Regions from separate parts of the Mus musculus genome. Here region 1 is linked to region 2. The links are chromatin contacts, called in public HiChIP or PLAC-seq maps. All regions are on one chromosome and are shown on one strand. The core of a region is the stretch at or near the end of the contact, and the rest is flanking DNA. Distances in the headings are between cores, read along the strand shown.

Region 1 (5,786 bases), core at 2,879-5,378, 58 kb after region 2:
GTAGTGAAGACAGAGTTCAAGGTGCTGAATGTCCACTCAGGACATAACGTTATACTAGTGGTCACCTAGCCAAGTGTCCACATAATCAGAAAAGCAGCTGCTTCCTCACAAGGATCAGGAAAGAGCTTTCTAGAAGATGAAACAAGCCCTGGGAAACCCTCATCTCCTTAAAGAATTCTTTAAAGGAAAATGACATTTTAGTAGTGGGGGTCATTGGGCCTGTTAAACTACACTTATCAATTTGCATTTCTCATCATAAAATTCTGGTTCCCTTCCTTCCTTCCTTCCTTCCTTCCTTCCTTCCTTCCTTCCTTCCTTCCTTCCTTCCTTCCTTCCTATGTGACCTAAAGGTTTATAGTTCTCTTAGATATCTATAAGCAGTGTGTGTGTGTGTGTGTGTGTGTGCGTGAGAGAGAGAGAGAGAGAGAGAGAGAGAGAGAGAGAGAGAGAGAGAGAGAGAGAGAGATAGGGATGGTGACCCTTTTCTGATTTTGAAAATTCTATCCCCAGTTTCTACTTTCCTTCTATTTTGACCTTTGATTTCTTAAATAAATTTTAATTTAAAAAGTAAAATTCACTCAAGTACATACGCAGTTCTTGAGCATGTCTTAGGCTCTTTTCATCATGTAGGTTTGTCTTGTCCAACTTCTGAGGCAGTTCTGTGTTGTCTTCGTATGTTTGATTTTGCTACGTTTCATTCTTATCACTTAGAGGCCTGCTCTTCTCTACTGAGAGACGGAAGGGAAGCGAGTCTGGATGGGAGGGGTGGGGAGGAGGAACTGGGGAGTGCACCAGTCTCTCTTTCAATAAAAGGGGAAAGGGAAAGCATGAAAAGTCATGAAAAAAGGAAAATCCATATTTTAAGTATTCTATTCTGCAAAGCCTTTTGACATGAGGGTTCCTCTAAAAGCTGGCTGCCTCTTTTCTCTCTTGGCATACAGCCAGAGAAGTATTCTTTGGAGAGGAATATGTTGTCTCTAGAACTTAAAAAGAAAAAAGCTTAGGCAAGCTTGTCTTTCTTATTTGCAGTAGGAGATATTAGGTGCAGTGCTGTATTCTTTATTTCAGTGAACACATCTGGGCACAGTATTCGTTGCTGGACTTCTAAGTTACACTGAATAACCTGGCCTGTTTTTAAAGGGCATTACCCATAGCCCAGAGCATGTGTATCTTACCAAAGTCTGAGCAGAGTTCTGTCCTCAATATAGTATACTACTGTTAGACTATGTGCCTGCAATGTATAGACCACCCAGAATGCTTCAGGCTGTTCTGTCAAATGAATACTGGTGTTTGTGTTCATGAGTGTGAGTGTATGTGTGTGGGGGGGTGGGGGGGTTGTGAGTGTGTGGGGGTGTGTGAATGTGTGTGTGTCCACATGCATGCGTGCGAGCGAGTGCGCGTGTGTCTACATAATATTGACAGCCAAATAGAAAAGCATTTACTAAATCAGTGGCCATGTACATGGATCTTTAGCAGTCTGTTCTAATAATGAAATCCTGCCTAGCACAGCACAGATGAGCTTGGTTGTTACAGGTCTGAGTTTGATGAATGGACTGATACTCCTCAAGATCTATGGAATATGTACAGTGCCATAATGTTAGAGTTATAATAATGCACTATTATGGTTTATATGTACATTGTCTACAAAAGTCTCATGTGCGAAGGTGCAACCTGTTGGTACAGCCAATCATTGAGAGCTTATTGGATCACAGGATCTCTGACCTAATTAAAGATAAATTCATAATTTAACAGAATTATTAGGAGGTCATGGAAACTTTCAGTGTTAAAGCCAGGGTGAAGTGAAACATTGGAGGATGGATCCAGCTGTTCTTGGACTCTACAGCTGTGAGCCAGAACAAATCTCTCTTCCATTAACCAAGTTGATTGGATATTATCTTTAATAATGTGGAAACATGACAAATGAAGATAACACAAAACCACATTTTGGAGCACTGGAAGATGGCTAAAGTCTTATCTGCCATTACCCCAAGTATAAGAATTGTGTGTAACTTACCATCATAGCCAGTGAAAAGGTCTATAGACTGTCTTCCATTCACACTTATCTCTATGATAGTTCTTGCCACATGGGCAAAGGATCCAACTGAGGGTAACCCAGAATCCAGGTAAATTCTACGGCTACTACTCACAGGATAGGCTTTGAGTGGATCCCTGAAACTGATAAACTCATTCTAGCCAGAACCTTATTTATTTCATCCCTGGGTGGCCCACCTCCACCTCCACAGCTGTCGTGATACTTTGGGTCTCTAGGTATCAATGTCAAATTTTCTTCAAATGCCTGGTTATTTCTTTCTTTCACTGAAGCAACGGCATGCGTGTTTAATGTCCATAGAACTGTATGAGGAAAAGACAAGATATTTTTACATTCAGTGGGTTCCCGATCTGAGTACTTAAAGACCTCTGGAGCTAACATTCAGGTCACTAAATCCTGAAATTACTTCTCAGCTGTGTTGCTTTTGCATCTCAGGATATGAGGTCCTCTCTGGAAGTTCCCAAATAGACACTGCAGCTTTAAAACCTAGTCTATGGCTGTTAACTGCCCAGAATTCCTCTACATCGTCTACAGAACTCTCTTCACTGTCCTTATTCTTCTTGAAACTTTCAAAAGTCCCAATTATCACACTTGTAAAAGCTCTTTCCTCCTCTAGGACATTTGATCAAATCAACCTCCGGGAAAGCTTTGGCAATTATATTAGCATCTTATGCTGAGTAGCCATGATCCATGTTCTACTTAATAATGGCTCTTCATTGACAATTGAACAGAATACTCTGGCCTCCTAACGTAACTTCATTTTTACCATCTATCTTCTCAAACTTCTCTAGCTGCCTGCTGTGTACCCAGAAAGCAAAAGGAATTAGATGTCTAAAAGATCGGCTATGGGAAATACTTGTGAAAAAGAAGGGAGAAATGACATAGCAGGGGTCCACAGACAAAGCCCCTTTGCAGGCTGTGACATTTACACACAGAACAGTGTGTGTGCCAGGATCCTTAAGAAGATGTGTCACAACAGTGTCAAGAAATCATAGTGAGGGTGGTGGGGACCCTAGAACTAAGACTGTCCATCAGAGATGCCAAGTATTGAAAAGGTGTATGGTCAGTTAATACCTTTGTCATGCCTGGCCGTGGCTGGGATCAGTAGTCACAGACAGACAGAACTTCTAATAACACCAAGGCTGTTCCCAAGGTTTAAAGTGGGGGTTATCTGTCCACTGCCATCCTATATAGTGCATTTATAGCCGGCATCTCAGAGCAACACTTCCAGGACAATCGCAATAACCTACCTTGGCTGAGTACTTAAAGATCTCTGGAGCTAACATACAAGTTACTAAAGCCTGAAAACAAAAATAAAAAATTAAGGGATCATTTATAGTTAATAATAATGATAAACCAGAATTTACAATTAAATTCTCATGCTCCATGCAAAAAACAGAAAAAAAAAACAGGGATAGTCATATGTATGTGAAAATTAATAATACAGAGAACACAGTATTTTAATAAGCAAAGAATGGAGGGAGACAAAATATAATTTAATTTTAATCTCCGATGCAGAAAGAATGGCTTAGTCATACAAACAAAAGAAAATAAAATTCACACAATCATAATTTCTCTTAGTCAAAAAAAAAAAAAAAACAAAATTAAAAAGCAAAGTAGAAAAAAAGTTTAATGTGCTTACTTTTAATATCCTTATATAAGGATTTTAAAATTATTTTAATCAAGGTGTTGTCTAACTTGTGGCTGCTGCTTTCTAGTGTGTACGGCAGCATAGAACAGTTCATTTCAGCGCATTGGTTTTCATTTCATAACTAGCTAACTCAGAAAGAACTCGGATCACAGCAAAGCTAGTCGTTCTCAGTAGCCTACTGACACTTTGTGTTTACGTCACTTTTTTTTTTTCCTTTTGAAATGTGCTACTGTGGGCTTTCTGTGACACTGTCTGTGTTGTCTGGGACCCCGCCAATGTAGGTATGAATGTCCAGAGCCCCGACTGTCCGTGACTGAGAGCAAATTCTAAGGTCTTCCTGTAAAAACTACCAGCCCTTAGTGCTTCCCGCAGCTCAATCACGGTGTGCAATCACGGTGTGCAAGAAAGATGGCCGTTCTGGTGAGGGTTTTAGCGTGCAGACAAAAGCTTTCTGTCACCCTGTGTCCCTCTAGCAGCTCACGCCTACATTTGCTAAGTCAGTGAGCCAAAAGCGATATGGCTGACACTGGCCGGAGTTTTGCACTTTCACGGATGTGCTGATAGCTTGCTTTTGAGTCTTACTTAGTCATTGTGAATTATTTTTCTCTTCTGTGTTGTAATCGTCTAGTTTTTAATTCTTTTCTACGGCCTTGAGTCTTCCGTGCCAGGCCCGGGGTTCCATAGTTTTCCACAGTTCTAATCCGAGCAGGACTGTGAGTAAGAGCGGACATTTTAGGAGACAGAAACTTAAATCGCAGTGATCCCGCCACGAAGCGGGAGTGCATGCTTCATTTACAGGAAGAATCTAGCCATTAAAATAAAAAAATAAAAAAAAAATCAGTGGAGAGATCGGTCTATCACTCGGTGAGATCAGAAAGAAGGTTCCAGAGGGTCGGCATTCCTCGCGGAGCCTCCAGGGTTCTGGTTATCTTTAAAAGCCAGAGGAGACAGAAAGTCTGCTGAGATGGGAAGGTATGCGGGAGCCACCACCTGCCACTAACCTCTCTCCCAAGATCAAGACACTTGGCTGTGTAGTTACCAGCACCGGTCACTAACTTCTTCCAAGGACAAAATGTTTGGTTATGTATTTATTGTTATATGGAAATAGATTTTGGTAGTTCAAAATGTAAAACGTCCTAAGGAGAAGTAGCACAAAGTTTCAGGTTTTCCTGGTTTGCCCAGTTCTTGTGCTTTCTACCACCCAACTACAAGGAATCCTGTCTCTTAGCTTCTTGTGTTCTTGAAAATTTGTTTCAAAGATGGCAAAGAAAATTGCTATTTTTTTCCCCTCCTAACATAAAACATACCAGAGTTTTGAGCTTTTTCTCACCTAAAAATATTCCTTAGTGTCTTTCTCTATTAAGATACTACCTTTCCATTGTAGGGGGGGGGGGGGGAGAGAAAGTGAGCAAGAAAGACAGAGAATATGTGTGAGAGTGAGTGTGAGTGTGTGTGTGTGTGTGTGTGTGTGTGTGTGTGTGTGAGAGAGAGAGTGTGTGAGTGAGTGTGTGTGTGAGAGAGAGAGTGTGAGTGAGTGTGTGTGTGTGTGAGTGAGTGTGAGTGTGTGTGTGTGTGTGTGAGTGAGTGTGAGTGTATGTGTGTGTGTGTGTGTGTGTGTGTGTGTGTGTGTGTGTGTGTGTGTGTGTCTGTGGAAGGACAACTTTCCGGTGCCATCCACTTTGGTTTTCTGAGATGAGATCTCTCTGTGCCTGGAACTGGCCAGGTTAGAGCAGCTGGCCAGTCATCTAGAGCTCAGCCTGCGACTGTCCCCTTCATGTGTCACTATCCAACTCAAGATTGAACTCAAATCCTCACAAATGACAGATACTTTATTATCACTGTGGCCCTCTGTATCTTCTTCTTTTTTAACCATCACATAGTGTGGCTCTAAGTCGTTGGCATGGTAACATGCCACCATAATCTTTAAGTACTGATACTGTTAACTCCATTCAAATCATATTAAAAGTGCCACAGCACAAATAGCCTTGCTTATATGTCATTTCGCACTTATAAGAGTGCCTGTATGAGAGACATCATCAGATGTGGAATTACTGAGTTGTGGGGAACATGCACTCTTAATGTTAT
Region 2 (5,433 bases), core at 2,641-5,140:
AGTGATGATATCAGTCATGTCAAATGGTTCTCGTAGCAATTAAAGGGAGAGGAGAAAGGGGGAGGAAGCACTGAAGGTGAGAATTCAGACAGGGGCCAGGAGAGGCTGGAGCCTAACTAGGGGAGGGGTCTGAAGAGAAAGCATACGCTTTGGGGAAGGTAGAGAGCACACAACATGGTGATTCATAATTAAGTCCATCTTCCTAGACAATGTACTTATAGATCAGTTAAAGAGCTGAACTTGCATTCTTCCATCAGGTACATATTTATCTACAAATTCTGTACAGCACAACCAATATCCTTACATGACTATATGATTTGAGGCATTCGTGCATGTTCACAGAGCAGAAAATCCATACATCCATGTTTTGGATGCTCAGTTTCTAAATGTCTTCATTTTGATGACCTTATATCAGTAGAGGGATCTCATAGCTAACACTCCACATTAACTTAGGAACCATCCTTAGCAATAAGTAGAGGTAAACTATTTCATTGACTTTTGATACTTTCATTATTGCTGATTTCTTAAGAGATTTTAGTAAACATTATATATAAATGCATATATATATATAACATATGTTACATTATGTATACAGATATTCCTTTTTAAACCATTTATTTCTATATGTCTGTGTGTGCTTGTGTGTGTCCTCAGAGGCCAGAGGAGGGTGTTGGACTTTCTGGAGCCAGAGTAAAGGGGGTTGTGACTTTGTGGCTACTGGAAACCAGCTTGTAGTTTTCTAGAAGAGTAGCAAGCACCCTTAACTGCCAAACCATCTCTCCAGCCCCTTGGCTGACATTTAAAGAGAGGTTTCCTTAAACAGTAGGCACAGTGCCACTTTCCTCATTTCTCTGTTTAAATATGTAAAGCCAGGCGTGGCGATGCATGCTCATAACTCCCTCCTCTGGGAGGCTGAGGTGGTAAGGAGCAAATCAATGCAGCAGGCGCTGTATGTTGAGATCCTGTCTGCTCTCCACCACAAAGGCAGGCAGTAGTCCCAAGGAGAATGGCCATAGTGTGCTCCCTTCCGGAGTCTGAGAGTTAAGAGAAAAGGGTGTGTGATGTAGTAAGGAGTGTCTGAAGACAGGAAGCAGTTGGCAAATTGTTCGAGGGACATGGGCACAGACACAAGTGACATCTTCGGGAAAAGGGAATGGAGAGAGAGAGAGAGAGCATGAGCACGCTTTGGTAATTTGGTTTAAAGTTATATACAGTTGAAACATCACACACATTCTCTCTTCTTCTCCCTCCTCCTTAATGTTATTAGAAAAGCAGTAACTTGCTATGAATTAAACATTCTAGATCCCTTAGGGTTAGACAAATAAGCAGGAGACTATTAATTTCATGATTTTAGCTTTCAGCAAGAAAAGATACATTTAACTAAAGCAAACTCTAGGAGATGGAGGGAGGGGTGAGCAATAGACTTGAGAACTATTTAGAAGAGACTGAAGACAGTGTAAACATTGGCTTGGATAATCATGTATAAAGTTGAGATTTGTAGGTTAGACGTAGATAGCAAAAGACCACAGATAATTTGAAATCTGAAATGCCAACAATTGCTAACCAAAAACTGTCCTACTGGGGAGAAGCAGAGGGTAGCTCTATAGGTACAGTATAAACACATGAATATGGCCTGACACAGTTGTGTGTGTGTGTGTGTGTGTGTGTGTGTGTGTACAGAAGGTAACTGATCCCTTAAAGAGGACGGGGACCTATCTGATGGTGAGGATGGCTCTGCCAGGAACCACTAGAAGCAGCCTGATAACTGGCACCTGGCTAGTGCTCTGAAGAAGAGGCAAAAAACAAGACTAGAGAAGGAAAAAAACTTGATAGACAAACACCAAATAACAGAAAATTCAACAGCATTTGAACCTACAAAAAATATCAGAAAGTAAAGAAGGTAAAGAGAAAGAGAGGGACAAAGAGAGGGAGAGGGAGAGAGAGGGAGAGAGAGGGGGAGAGAGGGAGAGGAGAGGGAGAGAGGGAGAGAGGCAGAGAGGGAGAAGAGGGAGAGGGAGAAGAGGGGGAGAGAGAGAGAGGGAGAAGAGAGGGAGAGAGGGAGAGAGGCAGAGAGGCAGAGAGGGAGAGAGGGAGAGAGGGAGGGGGAGGGGAGGGGGAGGGGGGAAGAGGGCCGGAGAGGGAGAGAGAGAAAGAGGAGAGTCCTTTGGATTTAACAAGAAATACCCATACCACCAGCAAAGAACCATTCAGTTCTTCAGGACAGAATGGGAACCAAGCAAGTGAAAATTTCAAGTAGCTACTCCTTCTAAAAGAAACAAAGAAGCAAATAACTTGGAACACAGAATCTAGTGGTGGTTTTAATTAAAAAGGGACATTTATCAGTGGAAAGGCATCAGCTAAGAGAGGGACCATTTATAGATGCCACAGGAAAGGGCCATCTTATGTGGAGATATCTACCAGGAAAAGCAGAAATAGGTAGAGGGGTTAACTTTAACACAGAGGAAAGGACAAAGGGGTTCCCAGATTTTCCCAGTATCTCAGAAAGCCTTCTGGGAAGCACAACTAAGTACAACGTCAGGTTTCTTTATTTTTGGCTAGCATTAGGCCAACCCTGGGGGTTAGCTCTGGTTATTGAAGGTGGATCAGAAATTCTAATTTGGTGTTGATGACATCATAGTATGTGTCTAGGATGTGATTGGCAGGCCACATATTGTTAGCCCAGTTATCTGGTTGTTGTCGTATCTGATTCAATTCTGCCAGCATGTGATCAGCCTCAGATCAGAAGAAAGAGCCAAAATTAAGCGACCACTTGCAGGGAACAGTGCCTAAGTGTTTGTACACTTATTTAACTTTATTGCTTATTAGCATTATATCTATGACAGTGATGTATGTGATTTCATTTAAGCGACAAGAATCTTTCATCATCATATGATGATTGTGGCTGGAAACATAATTTTAAAAATCCTTCAGTGGAGAGGATGGGAGTGACTCGACAGGATCTCTAAGTCCCTTTTCTCTAACATTCGAGAATGTTGAGAAGGGTCTGGAAGCACAAGGTTGGGGTTGGCTAAAAGTTGTAAAGAAGACTTGCCAACACCTCCAACTCAACAATGACTTACTTGTTCTAACCACAACATGCAAATAGCCATTCTTGTCTACAAGGCAACTCAAGACCAAGGGTATGAATAAGAATGCTTTTCAAAGGACACACAGAGTGCTGGGTCTATTGATAATCACAAAACATTAACCAAGTTTAAGGATTGCCACAGGCAACCAATCTGCTACCCTGGCCAACCTTAGTGTCAACAAAGATATTGTGTAAACATAAAGGAGAAAGGGGCTCTTATACTGACATCCACACCAACTTAGACACACTGTACAGGATGCATCTACACCCACTGCAACTGGACAAACAGCACATTGGGCAGTTGAGTATTAAACGGTGAACATGGGCCTTACACTTGAGTTGGGTGTTCGGATTTACAGCCACCCCAACACCTGGCCAGCATCTTAGGTGCAGAGGAACTTGCCAGACAGGTCGTGGGTGGCCTGCCGTTAAGGCCCCACGACCGTGGGAGAGCAGAGAGTAGAAAGTCCAGAAAGGGTGTGATGGGGGAAGCAGGGAGTGTACTTTTTTTTCCCGGAACAGTAGTTCTATTGCCCTAACCTGGGCTCAGGTAGCTGCCAGTCCACTTGGGCATAGCCCCGGAGCTGACATCTGGGCCGGGCTGCAGGCCCTGGCCCTCTGCCCCCCCAACACCCATACAGTCACCATGCCTGTGCAGCCGTCGCCGCCCGCTGCCGCCAGTGACCCGGTGACCCCGGAGGCCCGTCTGGGCCCGGTGACCCCGGAGCCCCGGGCATCCGGACCCCCGTCACAGGCGCAGCCGCTATTAAGGCAGGAGGCTACCAGGGAGGAGGAAGGGGAGGAGACAGGCGGCCAGGGCGCCTGGGGCACCGGCACGGCTGAGCAACGGCGGCGGGGTTGGGGGGAGGCCGACGAGGGCACGGGGAAGGCCGGCGGCACGGAGGCCGCAGGCTCGGACCCCTCGGCCCGCGGTTCGGGCGACGGGCAAGGGAGCTGGCGGCCGCTTCTCGGCTGGCTACGGCGCCCGCCGCCCCAGTGCTGCCCCTGCGCGGCGCCCCTTCCCCGCTCCGCCGCGCACTGTTGTCATGGAGGAACCAAGATGGCGGCTCTGGCCTACAACCTGGGCAAGCGGGAGATCAACCACTACTTCAGCGTGAGGAGCGCCAAGGTGCTGGCGCTGGTGGCCGTGCTGCTGCTCGCAGCGTGCCACCTCGCGTCCCGCCGCTACCGAGGTGAGCCGGCCCTCCCCCCGGCCCGGGCCGGCTCGGCCCGGGGGGAGGCGGCGCCGCGGCCCCGAGCGCGGGAGGCCGCCCCCCGCCGCAGCACGCCCACGCGCCGGCGGCCTCCCGCGGCCCCGCGGCGCCCCACGTGCCCGGGCCGACCCCTGCGGGCCCCTGCCCCCAGCCTCCCGCTCTCGGGGCCACCTCCTGCTGGAGCGGGGCTCCGGAGGCGCGCCCGGCCCCGCGCCCCGGTGCAGGAGGTCGAACCAGGGGCCCCCGGGGGCAGCCCTGGCGGCACCGCCTCCCGGATGCTGGGGTCGCACACGGTGCGCCCGTGGGGTCTGCCTCCTGCCCTGCCACTTCAGGGCCCAACGGTTGGACAGCGGCTTGGGCCGCCCTGCTTACTTTTGCCAAAAGGGCCAGTGTGGCTAAAGATGCCCATGGCCCACCTCCCTCCCGTGGAGGAGGTGCCACCAGCCTTTCAAACACTTTTCAAGAGTTTGGGTTGCACAGTTTTTGTTTTTGTTTTTACAAATAAAGACACTGAGGCAGGATTTTGGTTTTTGTTTGTTTCTTAAAGGAGTTAAGGAGTTGACCGGACTAGACGTGAGCGGGCGAAGCAAATAGTTAAGCCTTTTGAAAGCTGGCCTTCAATATGGGTTTACATACTGGTGGAAAGCTGGAAAGGAACCAATGAACTCTTCTCAGAAGGAATTATCCTTCAGTTGTCAAGGGATATTTGCTTGTTTTTTTGATTGATTTTTTTTCCCCTTTCCTTACGATAAATGCCACCAGGACAGTCACTGACAGTAGGAGGGAAATTATAATGATAGGATCTTTTGGTTTTGACCTTTGGTATCCTAAAAGTCATTATATGGACAGCTCTTGGTGACTGTGAGATAATTAGACAAATGTGACAGCCACGTGCACATTAGCGCTGGGCCCATTTATACTGTACAGCCCAGTCACGAGAGTACTAGAGTCTCGGCTGTATTCCCATTTCACATGATCTCTCAAAGTGGAGGCCATTTTGGTCAAACTTGATGGTTTGTTTCTACCTACTCTTGAGTTTTCCAGATCTTAAACTTTAGTATCATAGCTGTATCTTTTAAATATATTATCTTACAAATAGCTTAATTGAATTAAAAAAGATCCTTATGGCTA

The links. HiChIP or PLAC-seq counts read pairs in DNA pulled down with a chosen protein or histone mark.
Region 1: an H3K27ac HiChIP or PLAC-seq map of embryonic stem cells shows a contact between it and region 2, with 10 read pairs. The contact joins the enhancer-like site here to the promoter of Casd1 in region 2. A contact is called at or near these places in 4 of 484 Hi-C or Micro-C datasets (the G1E-ER4 cell line, the N1E-115 cell line, group 2 innate lymphoid cells and 1 more), 4 of 115 datasets of contacts at active chromatin or transcription factors (CD8 T cells, the SCID.adh cell line and embryonic stem cells) and 1 of 9 other capture datasets (liver).

The regions. Positions count from the first base shown.
Region 1 is chr6:4,654,928-4,660,713 of GRCm38.p6, forward strand. All of the region lies in intron 1 of Gm38761 (a long non-coding RNA gene), which reads left to right. Among named protein-coding and RNA genes, the nearest start is that of Gm38761, 3.3 kb to the left of the region's middle. Within about 2 kb of position 4,129, at least 5 of the 459 cell types and tissues checked have an H3K27ac peak or open chromatin away from gene starts, as enhancers often do. A contact at or near this core is called in embryonic stem cells, where this site is marked.
Region 2 is chr6:4,597,021-4,602,453 of GRCm38.p6, forward strand. Casd1 (CAS1 domain containing 1) reads left to right here and starts at 3,891. Exons shown (of 18, transcript NM_145398.4): 1 at 3,891-4,281. The coding sequence starts at 4,149.